Regions from separate parts of the Hordeum vulgare genome. Here region 1 is linked to region 2. A link is a contact called in public Hi-C data. All regions are on one chromosome and are shown on one strand. Each heading gives the region's core, a stretch centred on a gene start, on an enhancer-like site or on the middle of the called end of the contact. The rest is flanking DNA. Distances are from core to core; before and after follow the strand shown.

Region 1 (6,638 bases), core at 1,802-4,301, 360 kb after region 2:
TAAAATTGTCAGCAAAGATGGTTTACTTGTCATCCCCCTACAACAAACTTTCGCTAACTACCATTACCGTTATGATTTTGAGAGCATCTCCAACAGCCGCGCTTCGCGCCGCGCCCAAAAAATGTGTTTGCCGCGCGCTAGCGCGGGGTTAGGCGCTGGCTCCAGCAGCCGCTCTATAATGCAGCGCGTGCGCGCCGCTCCAGCAGTGCCCAAAAATGCAGCACGGGCAAACCATTTTTTAATAAATAGATTGCATTAAAATAAAAAGCATACAAAGTTATTTTACATAGATTGCAACTTGATAGGTAGTTCGAAAACATAGATAGATAATTCGGTGCTAGATAGTTCGAAAACATAAAAACTTAATCCCAGTCGCTCCAATCATCTGCACCATCATCATCGTCGTTGGTGTCGTCAGAGGTTGACAGCCAGATGTCGAACCAATGCTCGTCTTCTTCAGTGAAGAAGGAGCTCCCGCCTGCATTGACGATGTCGGCCTGCGCACTCGCCAATGCCTTCCGTCGACGCCGGTCCAACCGCTCCTCGCGGCGCCGGCGCGTGTCCTCCTCGCGGTGCCTTGCCCAATAATCTTGCTCGTAGGCGACGTCCTTCGGGTTGCGCCGGTGCCACTCCGCCATGACCCGCAGTGTGCTCCGCACGGTCTTGTGCGGAGTTTACACGAGGCGGCGGAGCGACGTCTAACGCCTGCTGGAGCGTGTAGATGTCCTGGAAGTTCATTTGGCGGCGCGGCCTGCCTAGGCGCCACGCCGCCGCGTCGAACGCGCGGGCGGCCTCGTGCGTCGTGTCGTACGTGCCAAGGCTAAGCCGGAGATCGCCGGAGCGTATCTCGGCGTAGAACCCGCCGTTGGGGCACTCGTGGACGGCGCGGTAACCCGACGCAGAACGACGGCGCGGCGGCATGATGGCGCGTCGGGAGTGGGGGCGCTGCAGCGGTGGCGGCGCGCTGGAACGGCGGCGGCGCGAGAGGTAGAGGGAGAGAGAGTGGAGCGGTGGCGGCGCGAGGGAGCGGCAGAGCTGCGGTTTTATAGGCGCGCGAGCTGCCGCCTTTTCGCGCGCGCGCGCAACCGCTTACCGCGCGCGCTGTTTTCCTGCCGCCGCTGGAGCGCGCCATTCCGTCCCGCTTGCGCTAAAATGACGGTTTACCGCGCGCGTGCCCTTTTCGCGCGTCTGTTGGAGATGCTCTGAGATCAGATAGGGAGGCTCAAGTTTGCCCAGGCTAAACAAAATTCCTGGCTCCGCCAGTGAGTATGTCTATATACATCTGTATGTAGTTCATTAGTTGAACCTTTAGAAAGACTTATATTTAGAAACGGATGGAATATTTTATAATATAAACATATGATACTATACATTACGGATATGATATTAAGGCCCTGTTTGGATACTCTAACCTGGTTAGAGTTAGAGTTAGATTCTAACCCTTGAACTAATCTGAACTAACTCTAACTCTAAAGGTGTTTGGATGGGAGGGTTAGATGGATAATAAATGCTCTTTCTCAATCATTTGGCTATTTTGGACCTCTCTCTTTTTCTGGACCCCACCTACTCTAACCCAAAAAAGCACCTCTTGAATGGCTTGGAGTTTTTGGATGGGTTAGATGCATCTAACCAATTCTAACCCATCTGTTTGGATCTTTGAGGGTTAGATGATTCGATTCAAATTTAACCCACTCTAACTCTAAACCTAGGATTCAAACAGGACGTATCATATGGATGATACTTCTAGACTAATTACCGGTCGCGGCGCACGGGACCAGAAAACCCAGGCAAGTAAAGTTAACCGGGAGTTGAGGGAATCGTTGCCGTAAAGCAGCCGCCGGTCAGCTAAGCTAATTCTGGCCAGATCTCCACGTCGCAGCAGCCTTTTAAAGCCCTCTCAGAGATTCCCAGCCTAAACCGATTTGTTAATGACCCCGGCGTCCAGCACCGCGGCGCCACGCCAGCCTGTTCCAAGCGAGCGAGCCAAAGATTTGGGCGCGGCTGGGCTGGGTGCCGAATGATTGCACGGGCAGCCAGCCACCTGCAAGGCTGCACCCACCGACCAAAGAGGCAGAGGGAGGATGCCCGCTCCGTTCTTTTTACTGCCCAGAGAATTCTCGCCCGGGCTGATGATTCCTACTACGTACTTTAGTCGATTATTACAGAGGGTTTACTCAAAAGTTTAGCTAGGCTCCTTTGGATTTTCTTAATAAAGTGTACTGGATTAGTCAGGAGGCAGCAGGGCAGGTGTATATCCTCCGATTCTCTCCCTTTGTTAATTGCGGAATGTTATTATATTAGTAGCAAATGCGATGCAGCTGTGGTGGTTAGAGGAAACTCTGAATATCCGCCGCTGACTGCGAGTTAAAGGGCAAATGAAGAGGAGCCTTCCTTCACCAAACTCTGACGAGACATAAATAAAGAAGAAACAAGAAATACCTGCCCAGCCACCTCCACCAGCACTGCACTGCAATGCAATGCAAGGGAATAGTAAGTAGTGCAGAAATCTTGATAAAATCATAAAATTATGAAACTACCAACGTCAAACTAGCGCGTACGTTGAGCGAGTCGCAGACTCACAGTCCACCCGAGACCGAGCGAGGAGGCATCATCGGTGGGTTCACAACTGAATTCCACGCCCTGCCATGGATCATCCTTGTCGCTAGCCCTCGGATGGAGATCCATACCGAATCGACGCGAACAGACTAAACATATGTCTGACAGAACGAGTCGCAGGGTCAATTCTCCGGTCCAAATCTGCTGCATTTTCTGCCTGTCAGTGCGTATCCTTTTGGCTTTCACTCCGGTCAACCGCCGGTACTTTCCCATCGGTGGTGACATGGATTCCACGCACTGACTTCACTTGCTCGATGAAAATGGGCCTACAGTCGTACACTTGTACTGTAGAGTGACAGATAAACAAAGAGCTCGGATGATTGACCCATCAGAGCCCAATTAGCGCCCCAGATGACAGCGTTTCCGCGCAGTAAAAAATAACAGCTCACCGCCACCCCCGTGCACTACTCCACTGTTTTTTACCTCTTCTCGAACGAACTGCCCCTTTTATCACTCTCTTTCCCCTCTCTCCGCACCGTCGCCATCTCACCGCGTCCTCCGCCCGTTCGCCGCCCGAATCCAAAGGACAGCGGGGAGAGAGGGAGGGACGGACAGACAGACAGACAGGGAGGGGCCGAGCGAGCCATCGCCTCCCGCGCCCAGGCCGCCGGCGATGGCCGACGGCGAGCCCTCCGGCGCGTACAGGGAGTTCAAGGCGCTGGTGGAGGCGGCGGACCGCAAGTTCGCGCGCGCGCGCGACCTGCCGCTCTACGGCGGCGGGGACCACCACAGCCGGAAGGCCTTCAAGGCCTACACGCGCCTCTGGCGTCTGCAGCAGGACCGCCGCCGGGACCTCGTCGCCGCGGGCCTCCGCCGCTGGGAGATCGGCGAGGTCGCCTCGCGGATCGGCCAGCTCTACTACGCGCGCTACCTCCGCACCGCCGAGCCGCGCTCGCTCGTCGGCGCATACGTCTTCTACGAGGCAATCTACAGCCGCGGCTACTTCGCCGCCCCCGCCCCCGCCAACGCCAACGCCTCCGCGGCCGCCGGGGGCGGCGCCAAGCACCAGGGCCTCCTGATCCGCTACAAGGAGCTGCGCTTCATCGCCCGCTTCCTCGTCGTCGCCATGCTCATGCGGCGGGCCGAGGCGGTCGACCACCTCGTTGCCCGCCTCCGCTCGCTCGTCCAGGAATCCAAGTCGGCGTATCCCGTAAGAAGCTTTTCTCCTGCGTGTGCTTTGGATTGGGGGAGCCCCAGTTAAATGACGCGTTTAGGTCTTCTCTTTGGGGGTTATTACTACTCTTTTTTTTGCGGGGGAAGCCCCAGTTACTTTGGGAAGCAGGACAGGATTGCCATCTTCATTATTGAACGAATGTACTATGTTCCTTATTCATAACAACTTGGTGTTCAACACTTGTTTTGCCAGATTTTTTTGCTATTCAAACGACTGTTTATTTTTGTACAATTCAGTTTGAGTAATTACGTCAATCCTCTTTGGTTGTGTGTCACTTATCCTGCTCCTCTTTTTTTGTTGCTCCACACTCCTCTGCTGTTTAGTTACAGAAGAAAGAGCATAAGTATCCCTCTGTATTCATGTAGGAGTAGTAGATTTGAGTGTTTTGGAGAATTGCTGATCATGGAAAGAGAGGGTTCGAGCGGATTCTTCTTTTCATAGGTGTTTGAGTCGGTGGTGATCTGAGCTTGTCAAGCAATGTGTTCTTACCCTTAGGATTTGTAATTTTTGGATTGTGTGCGGATGATGGTTGAATTTTACCACCCTCTGAAATTTAAGATATGATCAATGAACCTATTAGGGGTACATATTACAACCAAGTAACACATCAATGAACCTATGCGTAAGGAGCGAGTAGTGCATATTTTATTGCTATGCTACATGAAAGCTTTGGATTGTGCAACTTACCGTGGTGTACTTTTTTTGTGTGTTTCACCACTTACTTCTTTATTCATTTCAGTACACTAGGACATTTTAAGCCTGATTTGCTTATAATTTTGTTCTTCCTTATAACGTGACCTCTTCTTAGAAAACCAACTTCAAGGAATGGAAACAAGTGCTTCAAGAGCTTGAGAGATTCTTGAAAGCTGATGGAGCATACAAGGGATCTAGATCACTTAGATATGACAACTTGTTTGATTCTTATGCATCAAACCTTGCATCAATAGCAAGATTCCATTCGAAAAGAGTACTGAAACTGAAGGAAGCTGTATTGACAAGTTACCGCCGAAATGAGGTTACTAATATTACCCCTTCATAAATAATGCTTCTGTTCCTCTAGTTATCACTTGTTTTGGTACTATGCTGATCAGCTCCCTCACATAATGTCGTTGTATGTACTGCAGGTCAAGTTCACAGAGCTAACTTTGGACACTTTCAGAATGCTACAGTCTTTAGAATGGGAGCCCACAGGGTCTTATCAGATAGCTGTTAAAGAACTTACAGAAAATGGCACTATGAGTGATCAGAGCGGACCCTCTGGTCTGATCGATATTCACCTTTCTACAGAGATCTCTGATGGAAATCTTCCTTCAAATCCTCAAAGAGCAATCATATATCACCCTACAGTTTCTCATCTTATAGCGGTAGGCCCCTTCTCAAAATTGCTTCGCCCCCTTTAAAGTTGAAGTTTTGCATAACCATGTATAATTTTCGTGGGAAATTCCTGTCTTGAAAACAGCATTAAACAATGCTGCATGCTGACCAGTTGATAGACTGGATGCTGATAATATGGTCGATGTTTGTGATTTGGTTAGTGAAATAATGCTGTGTAGACTTGTTTCTATTGTCCACAAATATCATGCATCAGTGGGTGACTCAACAATAGAAGTGATATAGTATCGTATTATTGATATGACTAAAAAAGGGCAGCCCGGTGCATGTAGCTCCCGCTTGCGCAGGGTCCGGGGAAGGGTCCGACCACTTTGGGTCTTTAGTACGCATGAAATAAAGTTACGATAAATTCTATTAAACTGAGGATCAGTTAGGTAGAATCGTTTAAAAATAGTTAAGTGGAACCGGAGGATTTCCTGCATTCTTGCTGCAACATGGTTGGCAGGCCAGCCTCGCTAAGAGCTTGATGTGGTCATACTTTCTTAGGCTGCCTTTGCACCTTTTCAATGCTCGGGTACTTGCATTTTATAGTATGCTCACTATGTTGGCTGAGTAGTCATTATAAGATTTTCAGCTCTGTGATGTTGCGGTTCTGCTTACCAACATGGTTGTTTGCTGCAACCCAAATAATACATGGAGATATATTTAAAAGAATTCTGTGTTTAAAGTTCACCGGATTTGCCAGTGTGCATAGGAGTGTATACCTCTTCTCCCTTTTACAAGAGTAGGATGAAGTTGAATTGAATATCTGAGTTTTGAGTGCATGCATTCGAAAAAGGCACATTTACTGCCAATAATTGCTCCATAGCACGCCCACCAATAATATTGTCTTTAGAAAACATCTCCTTGTAAATAGGCATAGTGATGTTATGGTTAGCAGAACTGAACATCAAATTTTGAGCACAGGCACTGCCAAATTGGCAAATTGCACGTTCAGACCATCCTACAAATTGGTAATAATAAGTTGCTAATAATTTATGTGGGCAGTATGTTACTAGATCTTCAGACTTCAGAGACCCATATAATGTCAATCCACATTGTTCTCTCTCCTCTATTTGTGCCACCAGATTCCTCGGTCTTAAAATCCAGTTCATGAATGGTAATTGCAGGTTCTTGCCACAATCTGTGAGGAGCTCTCTCAAGATAGCATTCTGCTCATTTATATATCAGCATCAGGTTCCTTTTGTATTTGGCATTGCAATTTATGTTGCACCCTTTTGTGTTGATTAGGTTTCCCTTCTAACTTCCAACATTTATCCTTCCAGGCTTTGCTGATCAGAATGCATATCAAAAGTATGGATCTAGCTCCTCATCACGCTCAAGGCCTGCTTCTGCTTTCTCAATCGATAAGCCAAATTCGCATAGCGGTTCAGATGATCATGTATGGCTTGGTCCTCGTGGAAATGGTGGTATGCTCCACTTTCTCATATAACTGATGGAATTATATGCGTATGTC
Region 2 (6,565 bases), core at 3,214-5,713:
TGTTTTTAATTTTTGATTCGTACAAATGATGCTCATGTTTGTTATCATAGAGTAACAAAATAATTAGGCAGGTTCAGGTTATTTTAGGGTTGTCAAGTATTAAGATTTTGCTTTTTCATCATAAAACTGAATTGTTATTATTTAAATGTCTTTCTATGTAGTACATTTTATTCAAAATTATATTTTCATTTTTCCATGTAATCTTGCTATTTTCAATTGTGCAAACTGTAATTTCCAATATGACAAGTGGTCCTGTGAGACTGATGTACAATTAACTGATATTATTTTTCATTAGCAGATATTGAATAATGAATAAATCTTTTTTTGCGGGAAGATAATAAATAAATCAAGTGTCATGTCGCCGCATTTTGACATGATCTACAATGTCCAATGCGATCCTTTTTCTAAGAACCCCCTTAGCTGGCGAACGGTTGCCAGGAGGGGGTGGCATTTGCGAACGATTTTGGTGCCATTTTTAGTTTGAGGGGATGGTAGTTTCTTCAGAGTGACATGGCAGTTTCTGTTAGAGAAGGCAATTTTCGTTTCTAAACTGCCATCTTTTGATCTCGTCTCAGATTTAAAACTACCATCAAAAGTGGTTCGCTTGCCACCCTTCTCCCAGCGACTAGCCGACAGTTAACTTCTCCATTTCTAATCTGTCTACTATGTTAATTTTTATGTTGATGCTAGAAGCAGAAAGTTTCTGTGGCTTCATTTGTGGAAATGAATTTCCCCAGCATTTCATAATGCATTTTTATCTGTTTCTCTGTTTCCCTGGATAAACTTTACTGCTGCAGAGAACTGCTTTCTGTTTTGCACATTCTCTAATTTTATTATTCTTCTGTGTCCAATCTACAGTCACCTGTTGATGGGAAACCCATGCTCTTGACGCCTGAGGAATCAATCCATATTCAGGTATGTCCTTTCCTTAATGAACTTTGAACTCGTTGAGTCATTGTGAACTAGACTTCTGCTATCACAAAATGCTGATTTTATATCTTAACACTTGTGTGCCCATCCTTTATATTTCCGGGACATGAATGCAGAACAACATTGGAGCTGATATAATCATGGCTCTTGATGATGTTGTTAAGACAACAATTACCGGCCCGAGGATAGAGGAAGCTATGTATCGTACCCTTCGTTGGATTGATAGGTGCATAGCTGGTATGGTTATTAGTCTTGCCTCTTGGCCAAATTATATAGGAGTACTCATCTAGGTTTAGTAATCAACTATTTCCCATCTTCAAGTTAAAGCTTAGGATCTTTTCACTCACTGCCTCTACTTATTTTATGGATTTAAGATGTATTGAAGACCATTTAAAACTCCGATAAGCATGTGGTTAACTAAAGTCTGGTATTTTCCTTCTTCCAATATTGTAGCTCACAAGAAGCCCGATGTCCAAAACTTATTTGGGATCGTGCAAGGAGGATTAGATCCAGTTCTGAGGTTAGTTTATGTTACTTCTTGTAGTACATGCATGAAAGGTACGCATTCATACAATCAATACAGTTTGATAAGTTACTATGCAACTCTTTTAATTCCAGAGATATTTGCGTGAGAGGCTTGGTTGAGCGGAACCTTCCAGGGTATGTCAGACTAAATATTTCACCCATACATTCCATGCATAATTTTCTTATTTGCAGCCAAAAGATCTTTTTGGTTTTTCCATGACCTCCAATATCTGCCACATACTTGAAAGCTTCATCTTTCTTTATATGTTTTTTATGCATTTTCCATGACTCCCTGCTATTAATTCAACAGTTTAGTGGCTGAATTTTTGAATTTCTTGTTGCTAGATATGCCATTGGTGGTCTTGCAGGTGGTGAAGATAAAGATTCGTTTTGGCGCGTTGTTGCCCAGTGCACCGCTGGATTGCCTGAAGATAAACCACGATATGTTATGGTAAGTTCTAATCTTCTCAAAGTGCTCATGTTAAGCTTTCAACCACGCAACACGCAGAACTTGTTTGGTTGACATTGCTGTTCTTCTGATATGCAGGGTGTTGGTTATCCCCTTGATATTGTAGTATGCAGTGCTTTGGGTGCAGATATGTATGACTGCGTCTATCCAACACGCACTGCTCGCTTTGGGAGCGCACTTGTGCCTGAGGTAGGAAAGTTCTTTCCCTGACAATCATATGCAATTCAAGCTAGAGGAACTGTGTGAAGCATTTTATTTTAGCACTGATAAGTATATCTCAGTCTTTTGCTTGAAACTTCCTACTGATCCTTGGCTTTCAAAGAACTTATCTTCCATTGGCCTGATATTGGTAAAAACAGTAACATATGCAACCATAGTCCAATCTGAACCCTGAGATCACAATCTCTGTACTTTCCTAGCTCACCATTACTGCAACGGAATCACATGAGAGGTGTGTCCGTGTGAGTGAGTGGGAGGGGACATTGTTTCTTCTAGAAACCCCATAAGCTGGACTTGTTGATAAATCATTTGATGGTGGTGCAACGGGGACCCTGGCATTTATGCTTGTTGGGTATATTATCTAAATTAACTATGCTTGTTGTAGAAGCAGGCACATTTTTATAGCAGGTTTAGGCTTTAAGCCTATGTTTGAGGTAGTCTTGGTGCGAATCTACTTTATCTACCCCTTTAACTTTAATTCTCATTGATGATTTATGTGACCTTTGTTTTCCTGTATCTCCTTAGGGTGTTCTGAAGTTAAAACAAAACGCAATGGCAACTGATGAACGGCCCATTGATCCTTCCTGTCCATGTATGGTATGGCTTCAGCACCACTAGGAACAAAGTGGTAAACCGATTGATATAATTACAATCTTTGGAGTTCTGTATAAAATACTAACATGGTGTTCTTATTGTTCAGGTCTGCAAAAACTATACACGTGCATACTTGCATTGTCTTGTCACGAAAGATCCTATGGGCTCTCAACTGCTGTCATATCACAATTTATCGTTTATGATGCGGGTACCCTGTCAATATTTTTTTCCGATTAGTTCATTTTGAGCACCGTCAGCTATTGTTTGATCACTCTCATTTCTGTTTCAGTTAAGTAGAGATCTCCACATGTCGATTCTTGAAGGGCGATTTCCAGAGTATGTTGTCTCATTCGACATAAATCTGCCTGATTTGTCAGTGAAATAGTGTGTTGGTAAATAACGAAATTCCGCTGACATGTTGCAGGTTCGTGCGAGGATTCTTGAGGGTGCAGGTTTGTCTTGTCCTCCAATCTCTATTCTATCATATATTGCTTGAACCAAAAATAGCTGAGCAACAAACTACCTCCTTGTACCATCTGCTACCCAATCATCTACAAAGCCAACACCATACCTGTTTTGTTATTATGTTTCTTAATAGTTTGAGTTACCCGTAAACGCTAAAATCACGATGATGACAGTTCCCGAAGGGCGACGTGCCAAAGTGGGTTCACAATGCAATGGAGGTTGCCGGCATTGACATATCGGAGTGCTGCACCCCGACCAACTGTCAGCATGACGCAATGGAGGCTGCTGGCGTCGACATAGCGGAGTTTTGCCCGCCGACCAAGTGCCCCTGACGCGGAACGCTCGGGGGCATTCATTACAGATACCACGGTACCGGTTGACGATAGGAAGGATTGCCGCGTGGAAGTGATCCTTCGTACTTAACATGACGCGTTTTCACGAGGTTTTTCTGGGTCATAGATGGCGTAGGCCTGGCTCTCATTGCTTCAGCATAGAGATTTTTCCAACCGTATGCTGAAACTAGCTGCTCATAGGTTTTGGTAGCCTCCAAGGTGTTATAGCATCTGCCATTGATTGTTTTGCTGCAAGAACAGTTTACGGAAAGTTGTAACAGCATCACTATATATTATACTCATGAAAACTGCTGCCGCGACGCAGCTCATTTTGTTTCACTGAATGTGGCGGCTTCTCCAGCCGTCACACTCTTTCTGTCCAAACTCTGGTCCTCCTCACACTCTTTGTTGGCTTGAATATTGCCTTTTTTTTTGGAATTGCTTGCAATGTTTGGTGTTTATTACAGGTGGTCCCGCGACGCAATTGGTTTCATGGCATGGAAAATGTCGCGTGGGAAATGTGTGCGATCTTCAGGAAAATGACCTGGCCGGTCATCTGGATTGTTCGATTCTCATCGGACGGCAGACGCTTCTGGCAGTCAGTATCAACTACGGAGTATCAACTAAAGCAACGTGTCGGCACCCTGCTGGCCGCCGCTTCCCGTCGAAACGCGGTGCCTCGCGGGATCCACCACCGGTGGCGAGGCTGCAGATTCCGGCGATCGCGACTCGTCCCCACGCCGATCCCAGGTAGTAGTATCATCAGTAAACAAGGCGCCGTACCCCTCCTTCGGACGCTGCCGGGTGGGTCCGTCTGCGGCCGCGAGGCACGGGGCCTCACATGTCAGTGGGCGAAGCCCGCGAGGCGTTGGGTATCCCAGATTCCGCCGTTAGTATCTATGCTAAAAATGCTTATTTCAAACCGCAGCCATTACAGGGCCGATCTCCGTGGACGGGATTCTGAAACCGCCGCCCGCCTTTGCTCCTGGACCGTTCCGCCCGCCGCCGGCGCCGATGGAGCGCCTCCGGATCGCCGTCTCGCACCGCCCGCCTCTGCCCATCCGCGCCCCGAACCATCTCCGCCGGCGCCAGCTCCACCTCCCCGCTCCCCTTCCCCTCACACTCGCCTCCCGCCCCCTGTCTTCGCAGCATCGCCTGCTCTCCCCCACCCCTCGCCGCCACGCCCGGCGTCTCCTCGCCTCGCAATCGCCTGTCCCCGAATCCGACCCCGAGCCCGACGTGGAGGCCGGCGCTGCCCCCGCCGGCGCCAAGCTCGTCCCGCTCGTCGTCTCCCTCGCGGCCGGCCTCGCCGTGCGCTTCCTCGCGCCGCGGCCCGCCGAGGTGACCCTGCAGGCGTGGCAGCTGCTCTCCATCTTCCTCTCCACCATCGCGGGGCTCGTGCTCGGCCCGCTGCCCGTGGGCGCCTGGGCTTTCGTCGGCCTCACCACCGCCGTGGCCACGCAGACGCTCCCCTTCGAGGCCGCCTTCTCCGCCTTCACCAACGAGGTCATCTGGCTCATCGTCATCTCCTTCTTCTTCGCGCGAGGCTTCGTCAAGACCGGCCTCGGCGACCGCATCGCCACCTACTTCATCAAGTGGCTCGGGGGCAGCACGCTGGGGCTCTCCTACGGGCTCACCGTCAGCGAGGCCTGCATCGCGCCGGCCATGCCCAGCACCACCGCCAGGGCCGGGGGCGTCTTCCTGCCTATCATCAAGTCGCTCGCGCTCTCCGCGGGCAGCAAGCCTAACGACCAGTCGTCGCGGAAGCTCGGCTCCTATCTTGTGATGACCCAGTTCCAGGTAAGTGATGTAAATTGATTTTCATTATTCAACGTTCGTTTGATGAACTTGCTGCTGGTAACTTGGCCATGGAATAGATAGATCTTACAAGCCTGTCACAGTAGGATTCTAATAAATGAATGCGCCAGAGTCACAGTTGCTAATTGTCACTATACCTGAACTCTTGAAGTGTGCATTCCCCCGGCTATATTTGTTTCAGAAAGGGTTCACAGCTCAACTGCCGATCGTGTTACCTCCATCGTTTTAAACTCTTGTGGAGCTGTGCTCTGCACAGGTTGAAGGTGGTGCACCATTTCTTTGTTACTATTAGGACATGTGGGTGTTAGTATGATTTTCCTAGGCGGAATTAGTGCAAGAACCTGTAATCCCGTATGTGCCAAATCGATGCTTGCTTGGTCAGAAGTTATTTAGTGTACACCATCCAGTGCTAAAACTAATTTTGGAGCTCTAGCATGTCAGTCTGTTATTTTGTGCATTTCAGTTTCGTGATCTCTTGACAGCTTTTCTAAAGGGGGTATCCTATTCCTATCGGTTGGAGGGTTCTATGGTGAAACTACAGTAGTGCATTGTTCAGCTGAGTCCTGATTCCTCACAACATTATTCAGTAAATTGGCAAGGTTGAACTGAAGAAAATATTAATCTATCTGGAAATAACAAGTGACAAACAGTTAAAACACAACAGGTAACATGGTTAAAATATGAAACCTAAGCTTGGTTCATATCGGACTTTGGGGTTTACTAAGGTAAGCGACTGGGTGGTACGAAACAACCTGATCAACTGCAAGACCCAAGCCATCCATTTTAACCTAATTTCTTACAGCATTTCTTACAACATAACCATTATGCTTTTTTGTTTCTTGGCAGGCAGGTAGTAACTCAAGTGCTCTCTTCCTGACTGCTGCAGCACAAAATCTGTTATGCTTGAAGCTAGCAGAGGAGCTTGGTATCATAGTTGCAAATCCCTGGGTGTCATGGTTCCAGGCTGCTAGTTTGCCAGCTATAGTGTCCCTGCTAGCAACACCATACTTGCTATATAAAATCTTTCCCCCTGAAATAAAAGACACACCTGAAGCCCCAGCATTAGCTGCAGAAAAGCTGAAGCGCATGGGCCCGGTGACTAAGAATGAGTGGGTTATGATTGGTACAATGATTCTTGCAGTGTCATTATGGGTGTTCGGGTAAGTTTCTATGTTAGTAATAAAGTGCCCCATAATATTGACCTTAAGTATTG

What was found. Hi-C and Micro-C count contacts between places; a contact is called where the count stands out from the background.
Region 1: a Hi-C map of leaf shows a contact between it and region 2, with 2.9 times the contacts expected there. The contact joins the promoter of LOC123398995 here to the promoter of LOC123398984 in region 2. A contact is called at or near these places in 3 of 6 Hi-C or Micro-C datasets (leaf and seedling) and 1 of 1 datasets of contacts at active chromatin or transcription factors (embryo).

Annotation. Positions count from the first base shown.
Region 1 is chr5H:468,967,947-468,974,584 of MorexV3_pseudomolecules_assembly, forward strand. It overlaps LOC123398995 (protein SCAI), which reads left to right and starts at 3,052. Exons shown (of 9, transcript XM_045093431.1): 1 at 3,052-3,766; 2 at 4,599-4,805; 3 at 4,915-5,154; 4 at 6,292-6,358; 5 at 6,448-6,591. The coding sequence starts at 3,230.
Region 2 is chr5H:468,608,918-468,615,482 of MorexV3_pseudomolecules_assembly, forward strand. LOC123398984 (dicarboxylate transporter 2.1, chloroplastic-like) reads left to right here and starts at 4,464. Exons shown (of 4, transcript XM_045093424.1): 1 at 4,464-5,334; 2 at 6,199-6,512. The coding sequence starts at 4,549. It overlaps LOC123398985 (queuine tRNA-ribosyltransferase catalytic subunit 1-like), which reads left to right. Exons shown (of 16, transcript XM_045093425.1): 6 at 859-915; 7 at 1,047-1,167; 8 at 1,384-1,450; 9 at 1,549-1,590; 10 at 1,801-1,906; 11 at 2,003-2,113; 12 at 2,669-2,740; 13 at 2,844-2,945; 14 at 3,027-3,073; 15 at 3,162-3,189; 16 at 3,376-3,873. The coding sequence ends at 3,534.